Linked DNA regions of Cricetulus griseus: region 1 is linked to region 2. The links are chromatin contacts, called in public Hi-C maps. All regions are on one chromosome and are shown on one strand. Each heading gives the region's core, a stretch centred on a gene start, on an enhancer-like site or on the middle of the called end of the contact. The rest is flanking DNA. Distances are from core to core; before and after follow the strand shown. Region 1 holds the start of Daam1 (disheveled-associated activator of morphogenesis 1). Region 2 overlaps Daam1 (disheveled-associated activator of morphogenesis 1).

The links. Hi-C and Micro-C count contacts between places; a contact is called where the count stands out from the background.
Region 1: a contact with region 2 is called in a Hi-C map of the CHK-Q cell line, with 3 times the contacts expected there. The contact joins the promoter of Daam1 here to the enhancer-like site in region 2. A contact is called at or near these places in 2 of 8 Hi-C or Micro-C datasets (the CHK-Q cell line and fibroblasts).

Annotation. Positions count from the first base shown.
Region 1 is chr5:131,594,806-131,600,941 of CriGri-PICRH-1.0, reverse strand. It overlaps Daam1 (disheveled-associated activator of morphogenesis 1), which reads left to right and starts at 3,241. Exons shown (of 25, transcript XM_027418217.2): 1 at 3,241-3,391. It overlaps LOC103162537 (a long non-coding RNA gene), which reads right to left and starts at 3,066. Exons shown (of 2, transcript XR_003485919.2): 1 at 2,251-3,066; 2 at 1-28.
Region 2 is chr5:131,525,980-131,532,149 of CriGri-PICRH-1.0, reverse strand. It overlaps Daam1 (disheveled-associated activator of morphogenesis 1), which reads left to right. Exons shown (of 25, transcript XM_027418217.2): 2 at 3,227-3,446. The coding sequence starts at 3,264. Among named protein-coding and RNA genes, the nearest start is that of Daam1, 69 kb to the left of the region's middle. Within about 2 kb of position 1,834, at least 1 of the 6 cell types and tissues checked has open chromatin away from gene starts, as enhancers often do.

The DNA.
Region 1 (6,136 bases), core at 1,992-4,491, 67 kb before region 2:
GCTCTCGTTAGACACCAGCTTGACTTCCCTGTGTTCGAGGAGATATGCAAGTGTTGACTTCAGCAAGAGGCTTTTATCATTAGTTTGTGGAGAGCAACTATTAAGTCTTTGGCAATGCTCTATTAAAGATCTTGCACTCACATATGAGTAAGCCTTACTTTCTGCTACTCTTTCCAAAGCCCGGGCCCATGCTTTCGGGTGTGTACTACTTTCTTCTGAGAGCCAGTCTTTCTCTTAACTATCATGCTTAAGTGGATCTTAAAACATCTTTACTAAACCCTAACTCTGCTCCCCCCCCAAAAGTGTTCCTATATGCCCCATCTAATATGCAAAAGTATGAAGTATTCTTACTAATTCTATTTTATAAGAAAGGAAACTGAGACTCAGAGAGAATAAATAACACACATAAGCAAAGTTGCAGGGCACAAAACAGTAAAATGGCCCAATCTCAAACCCAGGTTCAACACACAGCCTTAACTGCTGTGAAATACCAAGCTGTTACGTGATAACACATGTAAAGTGATAAATGTTCATTTTTCCCTGTTGCCGTCATATTCCTCCCCAAAGTAAAACCTTGTAACCAGAGACTGGAGATGTTATTTTGAATTATCAGCAGCATGCCCCATGATGCCTTTGTTTCCTACCTTCTCCATAGAGACAAGTCTATTCTCAATGGCTCCAAGTGTTCCTGATTAATAGTCGATGATTGGTGGGTGATATGGGGCCTTTTGTAAGATAATTGCAGGAGAGCACCAGTTGTTTAAAAATAATAGGGCAAAAGTAAAGAAACCCCCCTTTTTTTTGGCTCAGAATGTAAATTAAGCTAGAAAGAATGAAGGCTTTTCATGGTTTCTGAGTCACAGAAAGAATTAAATACGGGCATCACAATGAGTGTGTGAAAATGTGTGTGTGTGTGTGTGTGTGTGTGTGTGTGTGTGTGTGTGTGTGTGAGTTCCTCTATGCCATCATGGAAAGTTTAGGCTTCCACTGATTTCAGGTTCACAGACAGCATTTCTGATGCTAAAAAGCCATCTTGTTTCCCTTGGTTACCAATGCAACAGTGTGCAGGGATCAGTTTAAATCCATCATCACTTACAGAAAACCATTTTCAAATACCAAGACTTCTATCTATTATCTATATTTAGAGTTGATTGATGAAAGCTCACATCTACATACATACATACATACACACACACACACACACACACACACACACACACACACACACACACACACACCTGTTTTGTCTATTGTGCAGGCTGTGCTTTCCATGTGGAGATCAGCTGGGTGACATGGCACACCCTGCAATACTGTTATGGAGAATGGATTCTTTTGCTTTGGGCAAGAGTCTATTCCTTTTCTTTGTTGCTAAGAACCAAGAGAGCTTGCTGAAAGGTGATTTCTAGAAAATTATTTCTCTGAGTGTACCTTAACAGTATGCTTTCATCCACAAGGATAAACCTTGCCTGATAGAAAGGCTCCAAGCTCAATTTATTGACTCAGTAAATTTCAAGCTCACTGCTTACGTTTCCACCTAAAAGCTTTCTACAGTTAAAAGATTCAGGGAGCCTTTAGAATCATCCTAGGTCTGGTTTCTTTCTGAATATTTTCCCACAGCAAACTATGCAATACATTAAGCCTACCCATTAGCTAGAGCATCACTGCTTGTCCCCTTGGTCTGATGGCCAAAGGAACATTTGTGTTGTCTGGGTTCCATTTAAGATAATATTTGAGATGGACTGAGTAGATCAGAAGAGCAACAGAGTTATACTGCTTCCGTGGAGGAAAATGGGTCTGGTTTGTACAGAATAGGCTCGTCAAAAGAAAATGAGAATTCAGCAGTAAACCTCCTCTTTCACAAAGCTACACTTTCTCTGAGATTGTCATCCAAGAATATATTTCACTTGAACCTTAATATTTCAAGATGAAAAGGGGAGATGAGTGGTGACTTTCCACCAGCAATTAGGTGAAGAGTTGTTGGAAATTTTAATTGTCAATCTTCATTCCCTAAGAATTAAATCTTAATTTTGCTGGTGGAAGTGGGCATGTGAGCTCATCATAGCAGTACCACTGAAAGCTGAATAAATGCTTTTTTTTTTTTTCTTGTAAAAAGACACCTGGAGATTTGCTCCTCCTGTTAATTTTTCATGTTTGGTATTCATTGAAAGAGATGGAGACACAGAACACTTTTATGTATTAAAACCAAAACTGCCAGAAGGGTCAGAATTCCACTATACACCCTTTGCTTACCTTTGAATACACATTTAGGTGTCTGTTGATCCGGGCAATCCTTGCAGGATACTGTTTACTTTAAGGTTTAAAAAAAATTTACAGTTTTAAAAGAAAACGTGTGGGGAGCGAAGGTGGAGGGAGTGTTGCGGATTTTTAAATTTTATGAATGCATGATTAACTAAAACTTTTAGACATGCATGCTGTCTTCGGAGGAGCTGTGAGCCACCAGGGCGGAAGTCTCTTCAGGGATGAACAAAAGCATGGGTATGCGATAGTATTATCTCCACTGCAGCAGGCTAGCGGACGCAGGTTTGTGGCAACTGTCTCTGTTTTCTACTACACTGCATTTTTATTAGTGACAGCCGCCAGTTTTTCTGTCAGGTCAGCCGAATAAGCTGTTCCTGTCTTTCTTCTTGGCTACTCGGTCTTGGTTAAAAAGGGGGAGAAGGAGAGAGAGGAGAAAGGTGAACTGATCCAAGTGTGGTGCAAGGGGATTCCTTCTTTTCACGGCTGGCGTTGTTTGATCCTTGGGGACAGGGGTAAATACAGGCTCGGTATTCAACCCAGACAGAACCCCTGGAGTCCTATGGAAAAGGCAGGGAAAGGCTTTTATGGACCCTTCCCAGCTGGGGGCAGGAGAGCCCAGTGGATCAGAAGTGCCCGGTAGGTGTGCGCGAGTTCAGGACGCCCCTTGGTCCCGCAGCCTACCGGCTCGTTGGCAGGAACAGAGGTCAAGTCAAAGGGCACGGCCGCTGGGTGCCCCTCCCTCTTGGCCAAGCAGTTTGCTGCTTGGTTTCTGAACGACCACCGCAGGCACTGCTCGACTGGAGGGCGGGGAGGGGGCGGGTCTGAAGGGGCGGGTAGGAGGCGGGCACAGAAGGGAAGAGAGGCACCTCGGGAAATGTAGTTCCTTCGGGCGCGGATGGAGAAGCTATTTCGGCTCTGTGTGCAGGATTTAGACTACAACTCCCAGAATCCTAAGGGCCTGGTCAGGGCGTCCCATGCGCAGTGGACGCCACATTGTATCCTATCAGACGAGGCGAGGGTGATGTCACCTGCGAGTTGGTAACCTACGAGCGGCTGTGAAGGGAACTGTTTAACCGGATCCCATTGTACCGGGAACGCAGAGCGGCCTTTTCAGCATGCAGCAGCTGCTCAGGTGAGGGGACGCTTCGGCTCGCCCGCCGTACTCATTCATTAGCGGCACCGCACCGTGGCGCGGGGTGGGCGTGCTGGTTCCTCGCGCTGTTGGCGGCGCTCCTTCCTGCTGCTTCCCGGAGCTCCCGGGCCAGTAGGTAAATATTAAACTCGTCCTTCAGGTTGGGTCTGGGTGGGAACGGGACCCAGATTGCTACGGGCTGCCAAACTAGGCTTTGGAAAATGGCTGCAGCGCGGCACGGAACGAGGCGAGCCTGAAGGAAGGCGTCCCCGAGGATGGGGTCCCTCCCTTCTTTCTTTCCTAGACGCTCCGTGGTAGTGGAACCGGCCGGGTACAGCTCGCCTCCCGCCCGAGGGTTCTCTCGGGCCAGGGCTGCGGCAGCTGCGGCAGCGGGCGGCGCTCCCGGGCCGCTGGCTCTGTACGATTGTGGGCACCGTGGTGGCAGCGAGCCCCTCACCATCCCTGGCACCTTCACGTCTAGCCGTACTTCAAACGGATAGAGTGGCTGTAATCCAGGCAGTGACCGTGCTTACTGTGTGTTGGGAGAAGAGGGAAACCTGGCGTTGCGGAGGCCGCGAGCAGGCGGCTGGCGGAGACGCGGGGAGATGCGCCTCCCGGGGACCGGACTCGGTTCCCCGCGTCCTGCTTCGGAGGGGCACATCTCAGTCTTCTTGGGTCTGCCGAATCAAGCCTGTAAAGGGCACCTACCTGGGCGGGGGCTAAACGCCTTCCCTACAACCCTGGGGGTGACGGGGTGGAGGATAACCTAATGATAAGGTTCGCTGTAGGGGCAAGAGGGCTGGATAATCGGGTTTACCAGCTGTTTGTGACTGGCTAGTCTCCTGGCTGGAGAGGAGACCTAAGCGAGGCCCGGCCCGACAACTCTAAAGTCCTCTGGATTTTGTCTTCCCTTTCTTCATTAGCTTCATTCGTTCCTTTAGACTCACACATTCATCAGACCCTTCTAAGGTCTTTTGCACGTTCCTTACAGCCAAGGTTTGTGGTGTTCTGTCCCCTCCGCATCACATGCTTTACTGTGCTCAGGAATAGAATTTTGCTCTCCAGTCCCTCTCTCCCATCATCAACCTCCATGGAGCATCCATGGCAAATGCTGCCCGTGACCGTTTTGCCCTCATTGAATTGGTAGTTTCTTGAGATTCGAGCCGGACCTAGTGAATTGAAGCATAGTTTGCCTGCAAGACGAATCCGGTTGCCATGGCGACTCCTGCCTTCGGAATCTTAACAGCTCTCACTGCTGTTTCAATTCGTTGTGGCTCTGCGGGCAGCTGGGAGGGCGTGGCCGGGGGTGTGGTCAAATGTTTGCCCTAGGCCCAGCTGCTCCCTCTTCCTCACCCTTCTGGCAGCTCTGGGACTCCCCCTATTCTCTCCTACATAGCTTGGATACCCTTTTTGGACCCCTTTTCCTCCCTCGTGCTGATACATCATCTCAAAAGGAATTGTCTGGGGCTTTTGTTGTGAGGTGAACTAAATTTGGAAGATGTCTTTGCTGCATCAAGCGAACCGTATCTTTCCACCATTACCACAGTTAATAGTGTTGGAGGCAGTTTTCTTAACAAGGTCACTCTGCCCATGCCTACACTGCTCCCTGGTCAGCAAATAGCCTGAGGTGTCATCACCTCAAAATATCAGAGCAATTAATAACAGAAATTGAAGTGTGGGCGCACAGTGGTAGAAATAATTTTCATAAAATCTAAAGTCCAGCTGCTGATGGTCCTTAAAAGTGAAACTCTGAGCCGAGTGCTAACCCATTACCTCTGAGAGCACCTGTCATCTCACTGATAGTGTGGACAGGTGAGTTCAAAGAATACCTAATGTTGATTCTAGGTTTAAAGCCTTGCAACTCTGAAAATGACCCCTCCTCCCAATAGCGCAAGGTTTAAACTGAACTCTGACATTGTAGCATTCAGTTTGTATGGCTGCCCCCAAATCAAGATCCTTGGGGTGCTGTTGAAAAATAGACAAGGTAGCTGTAAGTACTATTTTTAAATTTATAGTACACTTGATATTATCTTAAGCATCTGGGCTTTTATGTCCTAGTCACAATTAGTTGTTTACATTTTGTGGTTTGCAGATTCTTGATGAATGTAGTTATTTGTAACGTAATTGAGCAAAAGGCAATTAAATTATATTAAGATGTTTGTTTCCCATCGTCTGCATTTTATCCTGATTGTGTTATCTCTCAAAAATGGGTGGGGGGTTGTATATAGGAGTTTCTATGCAAGTGCATTCATGTACAGGGTAATGCTTGGGTTGTTGTGCCAAGTGGTTAACACTCATCATCTTAAGTAGGTGGTTACATCCCTGTGAGGCAGCAATAGCAGAAGTTTTCACTCATTATTATGTATTTTCTTTTTTGCCCTAGGATTTATCATAAGGGGGAAATGTCCTTCATTTATTAGCTTATTTGCTTTTGCTCTGTGTGCTAAACTTTTTGAAGGCAGGCTATTTGTCGTCTCAGTCTTTCCAGAATTTGGGACAAGTTTCTTTAATAAGCATTCATTAGCTAAAAATTAAAGAGGATTGAAAATCCAAGATCTGTATTCTATCTCCTGCTAGTTATGTAATTTGTTGTAATATTCTCCCTTATTTTTGTCAACACATCTTGCTACAATTCTTTCCATGAGTGTAAAGATGGTTTGTTATTTTATAATTACTTTTAGAATGCATTCACCTCCATAGGCTATTGTTACACTTTCTTAGTACACTCAACTGGATACTTTTAGT
Region 2 (6,170 bases), core at 585-3,084:
ATGCCCCAGAGTTGGTAAACCTTTTGAAGTAGAGCCCTTTAAAATGAGCTAGAATATGCAAATTCAGAATTGTTGTAATTTAAGAAAAGTGGCACATGAGAGAAAGATGCCATGAGACAGGGTTCAAGAAGAAGGTTTTTTATTAGGGACAGGAGAAGGGGGAGACTGGTCTCCAGGGTTGGGAGCAGCAGGAAGAAGGAGAGGGGAGAGAGGGGGAGGGGGGAGGGAGAGAGAGAGAGAGAGAGAGAGAGAGAGAGAGAGAGAGAAGAGAGAGAGAGAGAGAGAGGGATGGGAGGTGGGCAGGGCCTGTTTAAAAGGGAACATAGTGAATATGCACAGGTGGTTCTCTTAGTGGCTGCAGCTGAGGGCATATCCTGTCAGAACCCCAAGGACAGGCCAGTACAGATGCCTGGATACTAACAAGTATTCCTTAAGTATTTACTATCATGGCTCTTCCTTCATTAAATAACCACATAGGATATTCCAGCTAGTGGCAACTGCTATGAAGAACTTTTCATCAGGATGAAAGGATAGTGCATGGGATATGGAAAGACCATAATCGGGGTGGCCTCTTTGAGAGAGTGCTAGTGCTTTATCATGAGGATTCAGCCATGTACTGAAGTAGACCTAAACCTGCCAGTCTCTTGACATTGTTGGTGCAAAGGTTCTGAGGTCAAAGCTAACACGATCAGTGTGTTTTAGATGCAGTAACCCAAGGGAAGGTGGAAAGGCAGATGGGACAGATGTGGAGGCTCAGGAGATGATGAGCTAGCTGTGCATGTTCTTTTTAATTGCAAGAAGTTTTCTGAGACTGTTAGGGTGCATCATAGTCCTGGGCATTCCTAAGAGGAGTGGTTTGAAGATCACAGTGCCAGCCAGGGTCTCCTTCCTGCTACCTTATCCCCCCACCCCAACACAGACACACACACTCACAGAGAACTGCATGTGTCCCCCATAGCTGTGGCCCACTGGCTTTCAGTTCCACCTTGGAGGCAGCACAGTTCTGAGCCTGTTTCTGTATATCAGCCCAGAGATCAGTTCAAGTTTAGATAGATGCAGACCTTCTCCTCCCCCTTGGGTCTTTTCTTGTCTTTTAGGAAGTGCCTGCCACCTGCTAGCCCTGTGTGGGAGAACAAACTGCTTTGTCCTTAATTGTGAATGTGGTATCATTGACTTCATCTCTGTAATCAGCTGTCTCTCCTCCCCCCCCCCCAGGGGCTTGGCATTCTCTATAGCTCTTCAGCAAGTCACCTGTCCACAATTCTAAAGTATGGTGACCCTGTCACTTTCCACTTTGCTTGAGACGGAGCTCTTGTCTCTTGCTGCATAAGCTAGGATAGCTACTGGAAAGCGTCTAGCTTCTTCTCTTGTCTGTTTCCCATCTCCTGGTAGGAGCATGTTGACATTACAGTTACTGACATTACAGTTAAGTTAGTACTACTTACATGGGCTGGGACTCCTAATTCAGGATGGGCTTAAAAACACTTATGATGAAAATCTAAAGGGTTACAAGACAGAAAGGCACAGCTCCCCAAACCTTTTATTTTTGAGGCTAATGTTAGTAATATCTTTGTATATATTTATAAATCTTAATACGTTCTGAGAACACCCTGTTATCTTGCAGGGTAGAGTGTCTGTACAAAATAGCATTTGAACTTTTTTTTTAACTTACGTATTTGGATGTCTTGTTCTGTTTAATGAATTTATTTCACTATTTCCCTTATTGTTGGACTCATGTCTTTCTGTTTAAAAAGCACTAATCCCTAAAGTTCTTGATTTGTCATTAACTTCAATTATGTTAAACATTTGCAGAGTGACTCCTCTGTTTCTGGCTTTAGACAAAGTACATTAGGCCATGTGCTTGAATTAGCACTATTTAACAGAAGATACAGATAAAGAACAGGACTGCACACGTGCTAGGACAGATAGGTGGATGCCTGAGCATCTATTCAGTATTAAGTCAACCTAAGAGAGATGACAGAATTTGAAGTAGGACTTTAAAGGATGTTTGAGGGCTGACTCGATGGCTCAACAAGTAAAGGCACTTAACACCAAGACTGATGACCTGAGTTCAAGTTCAGTGCCAGGAACCTTCATGTTAGAAAGACAGAACTGACTCCCCCAAATTGTCCTCAGACTCCACACATGAACTGTGGCACAAAATGTCCCTTCCCACAAATAATTAAATAAATAAAAGAAAAAATATAAAGCTTTAATTTGAAAACAAGGATAATGAGATTTACTAGGGACCAAAGAAGAAACAATCGTTCTTATTTTTGTTTTTGTGGTTGGTGTTTATTTTTGAGATTATAATTTAGTGACAACATTTCTCCCTTCCCTTTCCTCCCTCTAACCCCTCACCCCCCATAAACCCTTTCCCACTCTCCTTCAAATTCTTGGCCTCTTTTTTTTAAATAATAGTTATTGCATGCATATATGTATTTTTATACATGTATAACTCCAAAATGTAACCTGTTGCGTTCATATAATGTTGCTTATATGCATGTTTTCAAGGGTTATCATTTGACACCAGGCAACCAATTGGTGGGAGAGGATAAGACCACCTCTCCCACTCCCAGCTTAGTTGCCTATGGTTTTTGTTGTTGTTGTTGTTTTTCCTTTGTGCATGGGATTGAGACTTTGTGGGCTTTTCCCCATCCTGTTTGGTATGTTCCTTGGTATCATCCTTGTTTAGCTCACATTTGGGCTGTCATGTTTGTCAGACTTTATGGGTGTAGCTTCTAGGAGACACAATCTCACGGCAAACTCCCTGATCCTTTGGTTCTTACAATCTTTCTGGTGTCTATTCAGCAATGTTCCCTGGGCCTTAGGTGTGGGAGCACTTTGTAGATGTGTCCATTAGGACTGGGCTCCACAACTCTGCATTTTTATTGGTTGTGGTTTTCTGAAACGATTTCTGTCTGCTGTTTTAGAAACAGTCATTCCTGAGGAAAAAGAATTCCATACCAAGAATGGCCGTCAGCTGGACTGGTCAGAGCATGTTGCAGGGTGCAGTAGCTGGAGCTGCATTTTTTTGTACACAGTTGGCCTAAGGAAGCATTCACTAAGGGAATGGAAGGACATGGGTTCTCTGCCACACACCCCCCCCATTTCCTGTAGAGTCTTCATGTTGCCAGAAACATAGGGAACTCTCTTTTGAATTGGTTTGATTTTTCAAAACTTTTTTGTCTATCATACTCAACCATGTCATGTTGTCTTTTCACAGAGTTTAGTAATATCAGGAAATAGGAGAAAATTCAACCATGGCCCCAAGGAAGAGAGGTGGACGCGGAATTTCGTTTATCTTTTGCTGTTTCCGAAACAATGACCACCCAGAAATCACATATCGGCTTCGAAATGATAGCAACTTTGCACTTCAGACCATGGAGCCAGCACTGCCCATGCCCCCTGTGGAGGAGCTGGATGTCATGTTCAGTGAACTTGTGGTGAGTCCTGGATGTTTATGCTGTCATTTTGATAAGCCAGGGGAGAAGAGGAAAGGCAATGGGTGGGTTGCCTTGGCTGTATCTGAGCTTTTACTGTCCTCACTGACTATGGAGAAGTAAATGTATGTGTGTGTGTGTGTGTGTGTGTGCGTGCGTGCGTGCGTGCGTGCGTGCGTGCGTGCGTGTGTGTGCATGTGCACGCGAGGGCACATGCGTGTACACGGATTGATACAGGTGAGTGTTGAAAAGGGTCATATGACTCTACATTCAAAGGTTTTATTTGTGCTTCAAATAGGCAGAGGGATTTCAACATTTGGATGTTCAAAAATAGTGGTAGGTACTATATCCTAAATTGCTCTAATTCATCCTCATTCTTCCTCGGGTCTATGCTTATGTGTGTCACTCCTGCATCTACATCACACATTTTGGAATGCCTCCATGTTCCTTCACTCCTTTCCCAATGTGTATTATTACTGCTGCTTGAAAATTAGTCATGCTTCCCAATTTGTCTTTGAACTTTGGTGAAAGACATTAGTACTTAAGTGCTGTATCGTTATTTAGACTAATGATAGGATTGGAGTAACAGCTGTTGTGGGAAACTTTTTATAGATATCATCACACTGTAGAGATCACTGACCTCAAATGAGATGATATAGACTGTGTAGAACCTGTTCATCAAGAGGTGCAAGTGGACTCTTCACTTTTATGGTGTAATTTAAAGAGAGCTAGTATAGAGATCAGCATTCCTTGCTTCAGTTCACTACCCTGAATCTTCCTACTTAAGTATAGACAGCCAAGTTATTTTTCTGATCCCAGTTTCTGAAAACTGTAGGGGAAACACTGCTTCTCAGAATTACTTCCAAGTTTAAGCCAGATCAGGCCACAGTGGGTGGGGTCTAGTGCCTGACCCTTCAAGGTGTTCAGTGGAGTCCCAGGTGTGCCGTATCCTCCTTTGATTACAGCCAGCATTTCCTAGTAGAGTTTCTTCTCATTGGGCATGTGATTGCGTGGCAGGAGCTACAGAATGTGGTCTTTTGCTTGATTCTTAGGGCAGAAAGTAGGCTGTGTCACTGCCTGCCAGGGGACTGACAGTGTTGTTCCGGCTACAGATGAGAATTCAGAAATGGAAAGATGAGCCAGCGAGAGTCTGTGGAGCTGAGGTTTGCGTTTTGGTCTCCCGAGGGGAGAAATGAGCCTATTTTTGAGCAGAGTTGATTAGGATAAAAAGAGGTAGCTTATGATTGCATGTTTATACTTTATGATATTGAATATTTTATCCCTTCTTCCTTCTCTACACTATGAAGAACTTGATTTTAGGTCTCAAAATAAAAAGCTAAAACCAGCTGTGATGGGGCATGCCTGCAATCCTAGCACTTGAGAAATGGAGGTGGGACAACTGGGAATTCAAGGTCATCTTCTGTTCCATAGTGAGCTCAAGGCCAGACTGGGCTACACACACACACACACACACACACACACACACACACACACACACACACACACACACACACACACACACACACACACGTGGCTCAGGATATAGTTCAATTGGTATGGTTCCTGCCTAGCATACAAGATAACCTGATGTATGACTTTTCTCATCCCTGTAATCAACCTGGCACAGACCCACTTAAGGGAGAAGACGTGTCTTTGGCTTTAGTCCATAGTGACAGGAAGGCATGGTAGCAGGTGTGTGGCACAATTACTAGTCACATGTGCCTGATGTGACTGAAGCAGAGAGATGAGTGTGGTCCCTTTGTGTCAGTCCAAGACTCCAGCCCATGGAATGTTGCTGCCCACATTCAGGGTGAGTCTTGCCTGCTCAGTTAAATCTTTCTGAAAACACCCTCATAGACATACTCAGACTTGTGTATCCATGGTGTATTCTAAAGCTTAATGAGTTGACAATGAATATTAACTATGACACCTGGATTCAGTCCCCAGCACTACATAAACTGGGCATGATGACTCAGGAGGATCAGAAATTCAAGGTCATCCTAGGCTCCATAGCAAGTTTGAGGCCATCCTGGAATACATGAAACTCTGTCTCAAACAAAACAAAGCAGACACACACAAAGAAGTTAGACTTGGCCTTCAGAACTGTGATGAGTTCAGTTACTGATAACAGTAGAGAGGACCAATCATGAAGTTCTAACATCATCAAAGGTACAAGCACAGAGTTCCCCTTCAGGGATCATGTGAATTCTTGCTGTGGGGTGGACAACAGGTGATGAGGAATATGGTCAGGGAAGACTTTCAGAAGGCTTGGGGAAGGGCAGGAGGCTTCTGCTGTGGTAGTGAAACCATGGTTCCAACAGCCGAGCCTTAGCCTGCATTAGTGCTACGTGTTCACCCCAGGTCAGTAGTTCTGTTCCTTGCCACCTTCTTACCAAGAGGAAAAGAAGCAGCAATCTCTAAGTCAGTCATGTCACTGGGGCCCACGTTTCATTGCCAATGCGGATCACAAAGACATGCTTGGAAACACTGGGTTAGAAAGTGTCATTCTTTTGTAGAGGTTGGCACCACTAGTCACATGGCCATGACTGAGGTCACCGAGATGGATGGAGGATGCATAGTCCTCTCCCAGGGAGGGGCTGTGATTCATGTACCATGATAGCTATGCAGAAGGGCAGGAATGGCACATTTATGGCCTGGTTTCATTTCCTGCTCAAAGGACTTTACAGTTGAACATGAACCTGAGGAGAGGTGTGCCACTGATAGCTG